Linked DNA regions of Rattus norvegicus: region 2 is linked to region 1. The links are chromatin contacts, called in public Hi-C maps. All regions are on one chromosome and are shown on one strand. Each heading gives the region's core, a stretch centred on a gene start, on an enhancer-like site or on the middle of the called end of the contact. The rest is flanking DNA. Distances are from core to core; before and after follow the strand shown. Region 1 holds the start of Gnaq (G protein subunit alpha q). Region 2 overlaps Gnaq (G protein subunit alpha q).

What was found. Hi-C and Micro-C count contacts between places; a contact is called where the count stands out from the background.
Region 2: a contact with region 1 is called in a Hi-C map of the A7r5 cell line, with 1.9 times the contacts expected there. The contact joins the enhancer-like site here to the promoter of Gnaq in region 1. A contact is called at or near these places in 3 of 12 Hi-C or Micro-C datasets (the A7r5 cell line, Schwann cells and kidney).

Annotation. Positions count from the first base shown.
Region 1 is chr1:222,848,996-222,855,393 of GRCr8, reverse strand. Gnaq (G protein subunit alpha q) reads right to left here and starts at 2,941. Exons shown (of 7, transcript NM_031036.3): 1 at 2,711-2,941. The coding sequence starts at 2,846.
Region 2 is chr1:222,975,827-222,982,224 of GRCr8, reverse strand. The region is part of intron 2 of Gnaq (G protein subunit alpha q); the gene reads right to left. It overlaps LOC134485208 (a long non-coding RNA gene), which reads right to left. Exons shown (of 2, transcript XR_010063205.1): 1 at 1-6,398. Among named protein-coding and RNA genes, the nearest start is that of Gnaq, 130 kb to the right of the region's middle. Within about 2 kb of position 2,259, at least 26 of the 93 cell types and tissues checked have an H3K27ac peak or open chromatin away from gene starts, as enhancers often do. A contact at or near this core is called in the A7r5 cell line, where this site is marked.

The DNA.
Region 1 (6,398 bases), core at 1,692-4,191:
CAAATGCTAATGTGAAGGATCTAAAGAGAATAAGACAGAAGTTACTAAGTTAAAATGAAACTCTTTACTGTGATAAAATGTCAGAGATCATTCTTCAAGTAGAACGAGATCAAAATGTGTAAGCTCTGTAGAATAAATGAGGCACATACTAGCGTAAGTACTGGATAATGACTCAAAAGAGCCTTACTGGCACACTTGATTATCTCGTCAGATAACCGGTTTTGTGATACCACCATATTTTAATAAGTAAATAATACATTGCTCCCTTGCAGGACAGTTTCCTTGAGTGTCAACCTTGAGTTAAAACTTATTTGAAAACAATTTTACACAGAACTTCAACATGAAGCATGATCCCTCCATGTACAGAAGCCTTCAAAGGTACTAATAATGTGATGAAATACATTCTGTAATCTCCTCTGGATAGATGTTGGTAAAATGAACGAAAGAACTAGGAAATGAAGACTACTCCCAAGGCAGCAGACCAGGAAGGAGCCCCTCCCCCAAGCACTCCCTTGTTCAACACTCATTTCCCTGCTAATCTCACACTCATACACACAGAGACGTTTACACTTAATGTCTATCATGATTACACAAATAATGTGGGTACTGCGTTTGGAAGAAGCCTATCCACACTGAGAACAGCCGTGATTGTTAATGATGCCCAGGGCTCCCACTTCTGACAGAGAACTGTATGGGTTTTTTAAAAAATGTTGTTCATAAATGCAGGTGCTGAATCAACAGCAAATTTTCTACCACCTCCACCAGTCTGTCTCTGATGGGTGAGGTGGGGCCATGTTTAAAGCCTGCTTCAATCTATAATCAGTGAGGGAGGGCCGCCACACACTTACACTGACCACATTTTTAGCAGTAGGACTGGAGGGATTTCCCCTCAGGAAATCATTCCCATGTTCATTTTTTTTAAAGCATAGCATATTATTAAAATAAACAGCATGTAATTAAGTATCTCTATAAGTGTATCCCCCTCTCAGGCATTTAAACCTAGGCCCTCTGACAAACCTAACTCATGGCTGCCTGGAAACCTCGAGCTGTCAAATTTCAGGCAAATAAGTTTGGTTAACTAGACCTCAAATGCCCTGTTCTTAGCTAAACACAAACATATGAAGATTGTAAACAAAGGAAAATTAAAAGCCAGGTCTAAGAGAAAAATCTCTAAAACACATGTTTTCCCTCTTAATTGTATACTGGAACACCGTATATTTATTCCACTTGCCCTTGCTTTTCCCTTCTCAATTTAAAAAAAAAAAAAGAAAGAAAGAAAGAAAGAAAAAGATAAGGCATTCCATTTTCAGCCATGAGAAGAAACAGAAATGATGAGGGTGGTAGACTTACCCAATTTCCCCACTCCCCTTGCCTTATTCCCCTAAAACCCACCTTTTTATTCAGCTCCTTGCCTTCTGTACTGTATGAACACTTTATATGTGCACATTTACCTAACTGGATTTCAATAAAAAAAAAACCTACGCTGGGGAAGGAAATAGCATTGGTAGCCATTTGTGATTGTGATATTTTGCTCCTGACTATAAGTGATCCAGTACATAAGCAGTTCGGTCCCCAAGGTAATGGGTTCCTGGAGCCAGCAGATGGACTGCTCCAGATAGAAAAGAAAGAGGGGAGGGGGGACTTCTCAAATCCCAACCAACGAAGCAATATCCTCTTCTTACAGAAATGTTTGAGAAGCGTTATTTTTACTCATACAAATAAACACAAGTGCAGACATTTTTCAGGCCTGTTCCTGCAAAGCAGTTCATGCTTCCTACCACAGTAGCAATAGTTATGTCATGCTAGCTTGTACATGAACCCTGATCGCTTGATTCCAAACATCCTCTCAGAGATAATAATCAATATAATTCCTATTTGAAAATAGCATTTTCTTCTTAATTTCGTGTTAAAGCAGAATGTTGGATTGTCATTTAGAAAAAAAAAAAAAAAGAGATCTGAGGGAAATTTTCTCGAACTCTTCCCGTTTTTCTTGGAGCCCAGATGGCAAGATACTAAAATGTCCGTTTTAAACAAAAGGTTTCTGTTTGTTTCCAGGAGAGTAACTGAGAGGCTGTGCTGGTTTCCAGTAGAAACTGCTGTGAATTCAGGCATACATCTGGGTCGCCTCATTAAACAAAAGATAGCCGTCTGCTGTCAACAACCACACAGTACAACACTCCCGGATCCTTCATCTTTATCCAGAAGGAATGGTGCAGAAGAGACGCCTGTCACCATCCACTGCCCATGCAACTCTCTGGGGTCACTCCTGTCAGTGGCCTGGTGGCTACAGTGGAGCACATTTGGGCTAGTCTTCCCGCCCCGCCCCTGCCCAGTACGTTAACCCGGGTTTCTTTGGAGCGCCAGCCAAGGCTTCCTCAGCACCTTTCCTAGCTGAATCCAGACCCTAGTCTGCTCCCCGTTTCCACCCTTCCCTCTCCACCCTACAACGCGCCACAATGGACGCTGGCCTGCCACCGCACTGCACGCCATCGCCCACCCGCGCCGCTCGCGCGGACGCTCAGCCGTCCCGCAGACGCGGCGCACAGAGCACGGCCCTAGCTGACACCGAAGGCGCACACCGCAGCTCCGGAGCCCCGGCCCTCGGCCCCTGTGTGCGCGCGCGCGGGTGCGGGTGCCGACCGGGAACGCGCGCGGGGAGGGCAGCGGCGAGCCGGGGCGGGGGGCACCAGGGCCCAAGGGCCGCACTCACCCAGCAGCAGCAGCTTGAGCTCCCGGCGGGCGTCGCGCTTGTCCCTGCGCAGCTGCCGCTCGATCTCGTCGTTGATCCTCCGGGCTTCCTTGGCCTCCTCGCTCAGGCAGCACGCCATGATGGACTCCAGAGTCATTCTTCCGAAGTGCCTCGCTGCAGCCCCGCCGGCGCCCTGCTCACACGCGCGCACACACGCCCTCCGCCCTCGCTCCCCCGAGGCAGCGGCGGCCGCGGAGTCCCGCCGCCCGGGCGCGCGTCAGGGACGAGCTCAGGGAGCCGCGGTGAGGACGGCGGCCGGGCCCGTAGCCCAGGCGGGCCGGGGACGAGCGGGGCCGGGGGCCTGGGACGCGCGAGGAAAGGCCGCCGCGCCCGGCCGCGCTCACACGCCGCCTTCTTGGAGAGCGCGCGGCCCTCCAGGCGCCGCTGCCGATGCTGCCCTAAGCTGTGCGCCCAGCGGCCCGAGCTCATCCACCGAGGCGGCCCAGCAGCGAGCGACCGCCGACGGCTCCGCGCGCCCGGCGCGCCCGCTCCTCGCCGCCGCCTGACTCGGCTCCGGGCGCCCTCGGCCTGCCCGCGCCCACTCGGCTCGCGCGCAAACCGGGCAGCCGGCCGCCGCGCGCTCCCCGCCTCCGCCCCCGCCTCCGCCGGACGCCCACCCGGCCCGATTGCCAGGCGCGCCGCGGCTGCTCAGTGCTCGCCCTCCCCCTCGCCACACACACACATTTTCTCCTTTCTCTGAACTGGAGCACAGATCCGGGAGGGAGGCGGCGGCGGGAGGAGGGCGGGCGCAGGGGGCGGGCGCAGCGCAAGGGGCGGGGCCGAGGCCCCTCCTGGACAGCTCGCGCTCTCCTCGCCCCGCCCCCGACTGCCGGCCTGGCTCGCCCGCCGCTTCCCTCTGCGCGAGCCCGGGAGCAGCGGTCACGGCCGCTCAAGCGGGGCCGGCCGGCCGGCGAACACAGTCCTTTGGCTGCCGCGGGCCGCCGGGGCGTGGTCGGCGAGAATATGGCGTCCTCGGCCTGCCCTCCGGCCGCTGGCGCGGCGGGAGCCCTGATGGGTGCCCACGCGCTGCACCCCAGGCCTCTCTACAGCCCTGCTGCCCTTTCCTATTTCTAAAACGCCATTCCGGAAAAACTGCCTCAAGTGGCCTCTGACTCCAGATCTGTCTTAGAAAATGGGATACTCTTTACTAGGAAAGAGAAAGGATTGTCACCGGCTCGCTGGGGGTTACCAAGAGATCTGTGGACGGAACTGTCCTCAGTATCTCCAGATAGGAATCTGAATCCTGAAGAGAAAAACCCAAGTTTCCAAGAGCCTCCTGATCTGTTCCAACTTTTCCGGTCACTAAGGTGATTTCTGTTTCCCTACCAGCACACTATGTTAAAAAGTCTGATATTATGAGCTTGACCCTTCTACACCGTGACAGTTAAGGATGATTTCTGGGAGATCTCCAAATAGTACAGAATGAAATGAAAGAGACGGATATGGTGTGTCATAAACTCCACACTCGACAGGCTGAGGCAGGAGAATTGCTTCCTGAGCAGTATGAAACATTGTATCAAAGAAAAGGGGGAGGGGAGAGAATAAAATAGGAAAAAGTGGAGAAACTAGTACCATTGGAGCAAAATTCTACTTGGTTTTTACACTTCTAATTTGAGATGGTTTACTAATAAATAGAAAAAGTCTTGATCACTCAAGGTTATTTGGGGGGAAAAAATGTTCATTCGATTCAATGTGTCTTAAACATCAAGGGGGAGATTCATACTATTCTCCCTGCCTTTGCAGGTAGAAGTGGAGCCCTCCCCATGTTGTGCTTTCCATGAACTGCCCCTATTGATCTAGGCTGCAATGTAAGGTCATAATCATTGCTACAAATTAGGAGTGAAACAAGTCTTAGACTCCAAGGTCTCCCCTCTGCTTTGCCTTATTCTCTACTTCTTTGATGCACCGCGCGCCCGCGCGCGCGCGCACACACACACACACACACATACACACACACCCATCCTCTATGTCAGGACTCAGATGGAGTTGTGGACTTGAAGTCTGTATGTTATACTCTCCTTTTTAATAAGATGTCTTGCCAAGACAGCAAAGAAGATGAACCTCTCACCCCTTTTCTATGAATACCATCAGAGCTGGTAGGACTTGCTGTGAAAATAAATGCTTAAACACTAAAGAGTCAAAGTCAATAGGCAGAAATGTAAAATAGCTTGGGGGAGAATCACAAGTAGTATGCCCTGTGCCCCCATTTTGTGTGGTGGTGGTGATGGTGTTGGTGGTGGTGGTGGTGGTGGTGGTGGTGGTGTGTGTGTGTGTGTGTGTGTGTGTTTTCCAGTGTGTACTAGAGGGACACAACACACTGGAAAACAAAGCGATCAACATTTCATGTCTGGTTTCCTAAGGAGCCCCTGAGACAAACTGTGCCATTATGGTGTCAATAATATATTTTTGCTTAACTGACCTCTGTTTTGTCACTTGTGTCTCAACCTCAGGGACAGCCCCGGCACAGATATTTAAATTGGTTAAAAAAAAACAAAACAAAAACCACTCAGTTGGAGAATCGTTGGAAAGAAATCAGGAAGTTAGGAACAGCAGCAACACACAGGATAAAATATATAGGAACATCAAGAAGGAAACAGGAAGATGAAATTCCAAGCATGAGCCTTGGATGGATCTGGAAAACATTTGCTAAGCAAGTGCCCCTATAACCTATATCAAACAAATGGAGTCCACACAGAAACTAACAAGGGTGTTGCGTGTATTCTAGAAGAATCGACTCTAAATTATGCAACTAAACAGGGCTCATCTTACAAAGTTCCAGTTCATTAAACCAACAAGCATGGATTAAGTGCTGCAATCCAGTTAAGATGCAGAGAGAACCCAGGCACCTACAGCACTTCCTTGAACTCTACAGGCATGTAGTCTTAGGGCATGGCGATACAGAAGAAAACACTGGAGTTGATTTGTATGAAAGTTGGGGTAAAGGTAATCAATAGTCCTGTTTGGGAGAGTCGGAAAGAAGCATTTCAGTGTACCCTAAAGAACCTATAGGCTTAGATCTGAAATACCCAGAGCTACCCTATGAGGAAGAAAGGAAAAGGGGGAGGGAAGAAAAAAAGGAAGAATGGGACAAAGAAAACATCTATCATCAATGTGTATGTACACCACTTTAAAATAACAATTCCAAATCAAAATCACAGGAGACAGGCTGTGGGTTGATAAGCCATTCTGAGAACTCGAGGCCAATTACCGTAAGGCTGAAAAGGCAAAAACCACAAAATCCTACAAGCTCTGAACTTCAGAGAAAGCCGACTGTTATCTCCCTTGCGGTGTCCCAGTTAAGAAGCCTACCCACCCCACACACCCCAATTTATTGCCCAGCCTTTAGAGACTGGAGAAGAAGAAAAGGCAGTAAAAGTATATTGAAGCCTCAGAGAGGGATTCTAGAGTCCCAAGAGGAAAAGGAGAGCCTGAAGTGGAACCCAGAGAGCCGGCTGCTTACAGTGCCTTTGTCCCTAGTCACTTAGCATGGCTGCTTCAAAAACTGCATGGTGTGCGGTGCGTGTGCGTGTGTGTGTGTGTGTGTGTGTGTGTGTGTGTGTGTGTGTGTGTTTCTGTCTATCTGAGAACAAGGACTTCCCTGCCCCTGCTGAGACTGGAATTGGTCCCTGGTTGTCCTGGAACTTGCTAT
Region 2 (6,398 bases), core at 1,010-3,509, 130 kb before region 1:
TAGGGAAACTGCCAACAAGAAACAAAAAGGCACAAGCCCATCTGCGATGCCCATTTTCCTTTGTTACTAGAATTATTCACTGCCCAAAAGTCCAGAGTCTGCCATCTGAAGTATATACCCAATGCATTTTTAGTCTACTCTCTGCCAAAGCTTAATTTCCGACACTCCTTCCAACAGACCTCTATGTCCTGTCTCTGTCCAGCAGCCTGTGTACCCATGGGGACAGAGGCTGATACTGATTCTGCAGCTTGCTTCAGCACTCTTTTAGAAATGCTGTATTTTAAAACTGGGCTGGTGACTTAACTTAGCAGGTAACAGCGCTCGCTATCAACTCTGACTCCAAAGCTGTCCTCTGACCCCCACCTGAATGCTGTAGCACCACCCCCACACACACCATGCACACTTCACACACATTTGTAGAGGAAAAATTGCTCAGGCCTACTAAGCTTAAAATTTGAGACAGGTATTTTAATTTTTAAGGTTGTAACAAATTTAAGATAGATTTTCATTAATGAGGAAGAAAATTAATGAGTGTGAAAACTGATGGTAAACCAAGACTATCTGGAAAGTCCTGGGAAGATGATAGCTTCCATCATGTTTCTAAAATACACACCTTTCCTCTGCATTCAGTCATTCTGAAATTGTGCCTAGCACATGCTGGACTGTTCTTACTGGACATGTCAACAACATCTGCTCAGACCTTCTTAACCTTCTAAACAGGCAAAGTCCAGCTTCAATAAATGCTCTCCGGAAGACAGCTCAATGTCTTATACATATTTTTAGAGAGGACGAAATTATTTTTACAAATGATATTTTTACAAATGAAATTTTGTTAATTTAAAACAATGGAAAAGTATGATAGAGTGCACCTTGGTATGAAGCTGTGTTGAGTCAATAATCACACGTGAGCAGATCTGAAAGCTCTCACCTGACTGGTGCAGGCTCTACTTTGTGGCTGGTATTAGAATTCCAAGCCAGGAACACTTTCCCAGCCACCATCTGATTCTTATGATGACACTACCCTTTCCTTTAAGGACGCTAAGTTCAGTAAGTCATCCAGTGTCTAATTGTGGGTGCACATCTCACATTAACAAGTAGAAGATCAATGATAACTTCAATGAAAGGAGAGAGGAAATTATCTCACAACTGAGGATGATTTGAAATGCACTCATCACATAAGCCTTGGACAGCAACACTGAGGCCCTGAGAGAAACCTGAAGAAAAGACCCCACAGTCTGAGAACCCTGTCACCTGTTCTAGGTGATGCCACAGCAGCTCAAACCAGGCAGGTACCAAGCTCCTGAATCACCTGAGCCTGTCCTCCACTCAGGTGAGAAGTCAGACTAACCCTCGTGCACCTGTGGATGATTTCTAGCGTCTCTTTGACCTACTGGATTTGTCTTCTCACATACAGTTGAGTTCCATTAATAAGATTAAACATGGGCCTAGCGTTTATCAAAGCATTCTGCTCCTACTGGGACCAAGTCACTGTGTTCATTTACTCTCAAGTGTAAGGATATGCAGGGTACACTGTGCACTTCTCATTGCAGGAAAATGATATATTTTCTAGGACTTAGCCCCGCACCACAGACTTAAAGACTGTGTTAGAAAAGGTAAATAAAGTGAAAAACGGGGCTAAACACAGTGTAGGTTTGCACTTGCAAACACAGTCCTGAACTAGGGTATACCTCTGCTTCAGGGCCCTTCCTCCAGTACATCTTGCCTGGCCTGTCATAGGGGGCATCTTGCTTTGCTATCTTCTTTTGGAAGTTTTGGCCCAAACATTAGCATGTCAGAGAGACCAAAATATTCTCTCTTATATCTAAAATATCCCATTTCTTTTATACTTCTATGAGGTTCCCCAAACACGTATCTTTTTCTAAGACACTATGTAAATTACTGTTATTACTGAGCCTTCCCTTCGTCTGTCATACACACCTACCCAGAGGTACATACAGTGAACAGGGCTGCTCTCCTTCTTGTTCACCAACATGTAGTGGGGGCTCAAAGGCTCCTGGGTGAATACAGGAACAGCATCTGTGTAACTAATATTTTTGTTTAAACTCCTGGCTGACCCTCTTGGTCACAGCCTGGGTATTGCCTAATTATTGCTTTCACTGAGTTTCTGGACAGTAATCAAAGGTGTAGAGCAGACTCATGCTGTCAAAACTGCTGCTGACTGGATCCGTAACCTAGAATTCTCTGAGGAGGTACTGTGGGTTCACTGTCGTGTTTTTACACTTCATACCACACATTTTTAAAAGATCCTGGTGAGCTGTGAGTCAGTTTGAGTTTCTTTTAGAGAAAAGAAACTTGAGTTTCTTATAGTGTAGAAGAGAGCTGCTGTTGAAATCATCCGGCTTGAACTGACCCAGAAACCCAGAGGAAGAGCCTATGCTAGAGACAGCACATGACACTCCTAAGGAACTTTATCAAAGTATGGAAAGCCAGCATTCAAGCAAGGACACGGGGTTTTCAAGCATGTCACGGAAGCACTGCTTACACTGCTGGCACCAGAAGCCATCCAATGCCAAAAGGCTAGGCTGCCTAGACAGGCTGCCAGACCACAGTGAGGCCCACAGAGCTTAGGATGCAGCCAGATGGCATGACAAGGTGTTCCACACCGACGTTCATGAAAATGATGTGCTGAGACTCAACTCAGAGTGAGACAGAGACAGAGCAAGTGTGGTACTTCACTGGGAGGAGCCTATCAGTGGGTGAGGCTTGGTGGAAATTTTCCTCCCTTTTTTGCCTGTCTGTTTTTTAAAATGAACTCTGATAATACAAAAAGAAGCAACTTTTAAAGTGCCTTTGCATATGAGATGCCAGGAATATGATACAGGCTCAGAGTGAAATTACCCAAAGAATTAATTTATTAACAACTTCCACACCAGTAAGTCCACTACTGTTCTTAGCCTGTGTGGTGAGTACCTGAATAAAAACAAACAGACCAATCAGTTCTTGAACTAAGGAGGCAAACATTTCAGTTCACACCATACAAACCCAAAAACCTATTTTACAAGAGAACAGAAGTGATAAGTAAAATGGTTTATTTTTAAAGTACCTAGAAAAACAAAGTACTCAGAATATAAGGATGGAGACATCTTTCCTATCAGAATTCTGTTACTATCCCCATTTATCTCCTACTATAAATCACATAGTCTTAAACCTATTATTGCCATGATTAGACCCCTAGCTAGACCAGCCTCTGCCGCTGGTCCAGAAACATCATGGTATGATCAGGAGTCTCAGGGTAAATTTCAGCCACACTCCAAAGACGCAGGCATTCATTTCCTGGGCACCCTCACTGCCTGATACAAAGAAACAAAGGGTTGGGCAGAGTGCTTTGTAGGCAGCAGAAGACTGACTGCCTCTCAGATTCTTGCACACAGGCTTTTTTTCAAGAGGTGGATCTTGGAATAAATATCCTGTCCCAAACTCCCTGAACTCAGGTAATTCTCCTGATGTAGCCTTCTGAGTAGCTAGAACTACTACACCACTCCCAGTTGGGATTTGGGTTTTAATATTTCTGTTTCTACATGGAGTCACTGGATAACTTATGGACCACAAAAAGAACAGTTTGCTAAAATACTAACTTTGCTTCCTCCATTAACTCTTACCCCAACCTGCCCAGCTTGTTTTCCACCTGCCCCCCTACAAAATGATTACATCAAAATAGCTACGGAAGTGATCGGCAAAATAAACAGACATCATGGTTCTGAGCAATAAGGTTACACTTAGGCTCAAAGATCACAGGTTCAAAGTATAAGCTGAACAGTACCTGAATGATAATCTTTGAAAATTATGAAGTTCTCTGAAACTGTCAGAAGTTCTTAGATTCTCTTCTAGTTCTCTGTGAATGCTGTGAGTTCTTAGATTTTCCTCAACATGTTGGTGTTGACCAAAGAGTACAAAGGTCTCCAACCTAACAATGTGCTCTCAGCAGATGTGAACTGGTTTACAGACACCACTTTTGGATAGGTGGCTGCTCTAGGTGGGCTGCCAGTGGAGTCAGGGAACCAAAGAGCATCATCAGATGGCATCTCTATAGCTTAAGAAACACTCTCTAGGCTGTAATTGGGAGAATAGACATTCATTCTGCTAACTTGTGTAGGTGACTCCTCTAGCACTTGGTTCTGGCAAGTCCTGTGGGGTGTGAAGCCTTCTTCACATCCAATCTGCCTTAGAGCTAGCTGCCTGTGGGCTGCTCTGTGCCAGCTACTCTCCTCAGTCAGCTGGCCATTGTGCCCAACTTCTCTATTCTGCTATTCTGAGAAAGAAGAAGGACGAGTGTTTAGGAAGCTCTGGGGAGGTGGCTTTACTTCAAGTGGGGAACTAGAATGAGAGAAAATACCAATTGGTGTTGTCCTTGAGTAAGTCATTAAGCTTTCTTCCTGGATGCAAAGAGCAGAGCTGCCAGCAGAAAGTGTTCCCCACATTGTCTCCCTAACCTGAGGCCGCAATTCTAGCCTAGAGCTATAGCCATCCATGCAGGATACTCTAGAATCACATCCTTTCCCAAGGAGAATGAGCTGTTGTTGAGATTCTGATTTCTCTGCCCCTCACCCCAAGCAGCAATTTCTGTCAGACCATTCTCATATGCTAGGAAAGTCATGACTTCAAGGGCACTGAAGTTAAAAAATAGGTCGGAAACCCCTAGCAGAGGTTCTGGCTCAGGAAGATTGCTTTTGAAGAGGAAAGCCGCTCAGCTGTAACTGGTACTGAAATTCAGTTCTTAAAGAATGACTAGGAAGACCCCTCAGAATTAAAGCCAGAAATGCCCACTGCCTCATAACACTGCTGCAGTCTGTTCTCTATCTTCGTTTCTAGTTTCTTTGAGGGTAAAAGATTACAGTTGATATTTGTTCCCTATGCTGCTTAGAGAAAAAAGAATCACATCAGCTCTTTCTAGGAAGAAGTTTTTCTAAATTCAAGGAATTCAATAAACTTTTCTGTCTTACACTTGAATCCTCTGAAGGATCTGTACTCTGACATTACACTAAAGGAAAGCACATTCGGGAGAGGCAGATGGACAATCCGGATGTCCATTTATAAAAACATTCATTAATGACGAAAGCGGAGAGCTCAGATCCTCGAGTTTTAAGATTTAGCTTTAATTACCAAGATCTTTACCTCTGCTTAGCCACAAGACTAAGGAAAGAGTTCCCGTTCCCTAAGACAGAAGCTCTCCAACTGCGCCTGCATCTGTCAGATCACCTCCTGAAAGGCATGTGGGTTCCAGCGCACATGCATTCCCAGTGATCTATTCAACAGTCTGGGTGGGTATACAAAATTTATAACAAGCTCCTGTGGGATGCTCGGCTGCCTAGTCCTGAGAGGATAAATTTAAAAACTATTGCTTCAGTGCAGTTTCAAATACTGGGCCCATCCAACTTACCCACATCCTATCAAACCTTCTTATCTGATCCAGAAAGGCACCTGGCAAATGACTTTCAGGCTCTAAAAAGGAAAAGCTTTGTCACTTCCATTCCTGACACCTTGCAAGTAACCTCTGATCCAGAAGTACAGCTGCAAATCAGAATTACAACAGCTGTAGGAGAGGTGCTGTCCCACTCAAGTCTGTGCCCCACTCCTTCTTTTTCCCCAACTAAGTTTTCAAATTGTGGAAGCTCTCAGTGGCAAACAGAATGAAAGCTTTAAAATAGGAAGATTTTGATTAGAATCTCTCCCCACCACTTACCAGTACAGATTCTTGAACAAACTTAGTGATCTGTGAGGCTTGCCTTCTTTATTTACAAAATTGATATAGTACTGTTTCATAATAGGACTTTTTGTGCATAAACTAGCTGGCTCAGTACTTAGCATATGGTAAGCCCTATATGAAGATGCTGGCCATCTGACTTTTTCCTTGTTCTGGGAGGGAATAGGGAACTCTCTTCTCCAACAATGTGCTTAGGTATAGGATCACAAATTGATAATCACAAAGCTACATCTTAAACTGGAAGCTATGATACTGTGTCCTGGTGTGCCTAACATGCTGTTTTCATAAATAAAATGCCTCAGTTATTCACCTGGTCCTCCTGAGAGTGCTTTGGTTTACTGTGCTGTCCAGGTGCAAATCCTTTACGGTGAGTACAAAGAGCCAATGAGTCTGACGGTAAAAATAAATTAATTCAATAAATGCTGACATTCATACCCTCTAAAGTTTATTTTTGACAGAGTTTGGTATTTTATCTCAAAGCGATCTAAATATTATTTTCAAGATTTAAAATGAACGGCAACACCATTTTCTTATTTGTAAAATAAAGCTGAAGAAGATTCAAAGAATACTTTTTACATAACTTTAATAAAGGTTGGAATGTTTTAACAGTGACTATGCTTTTCAGAGAAAGGCAGAATGCATTTAACCAGCTGATCCACATTCTAGCCATTCCCTT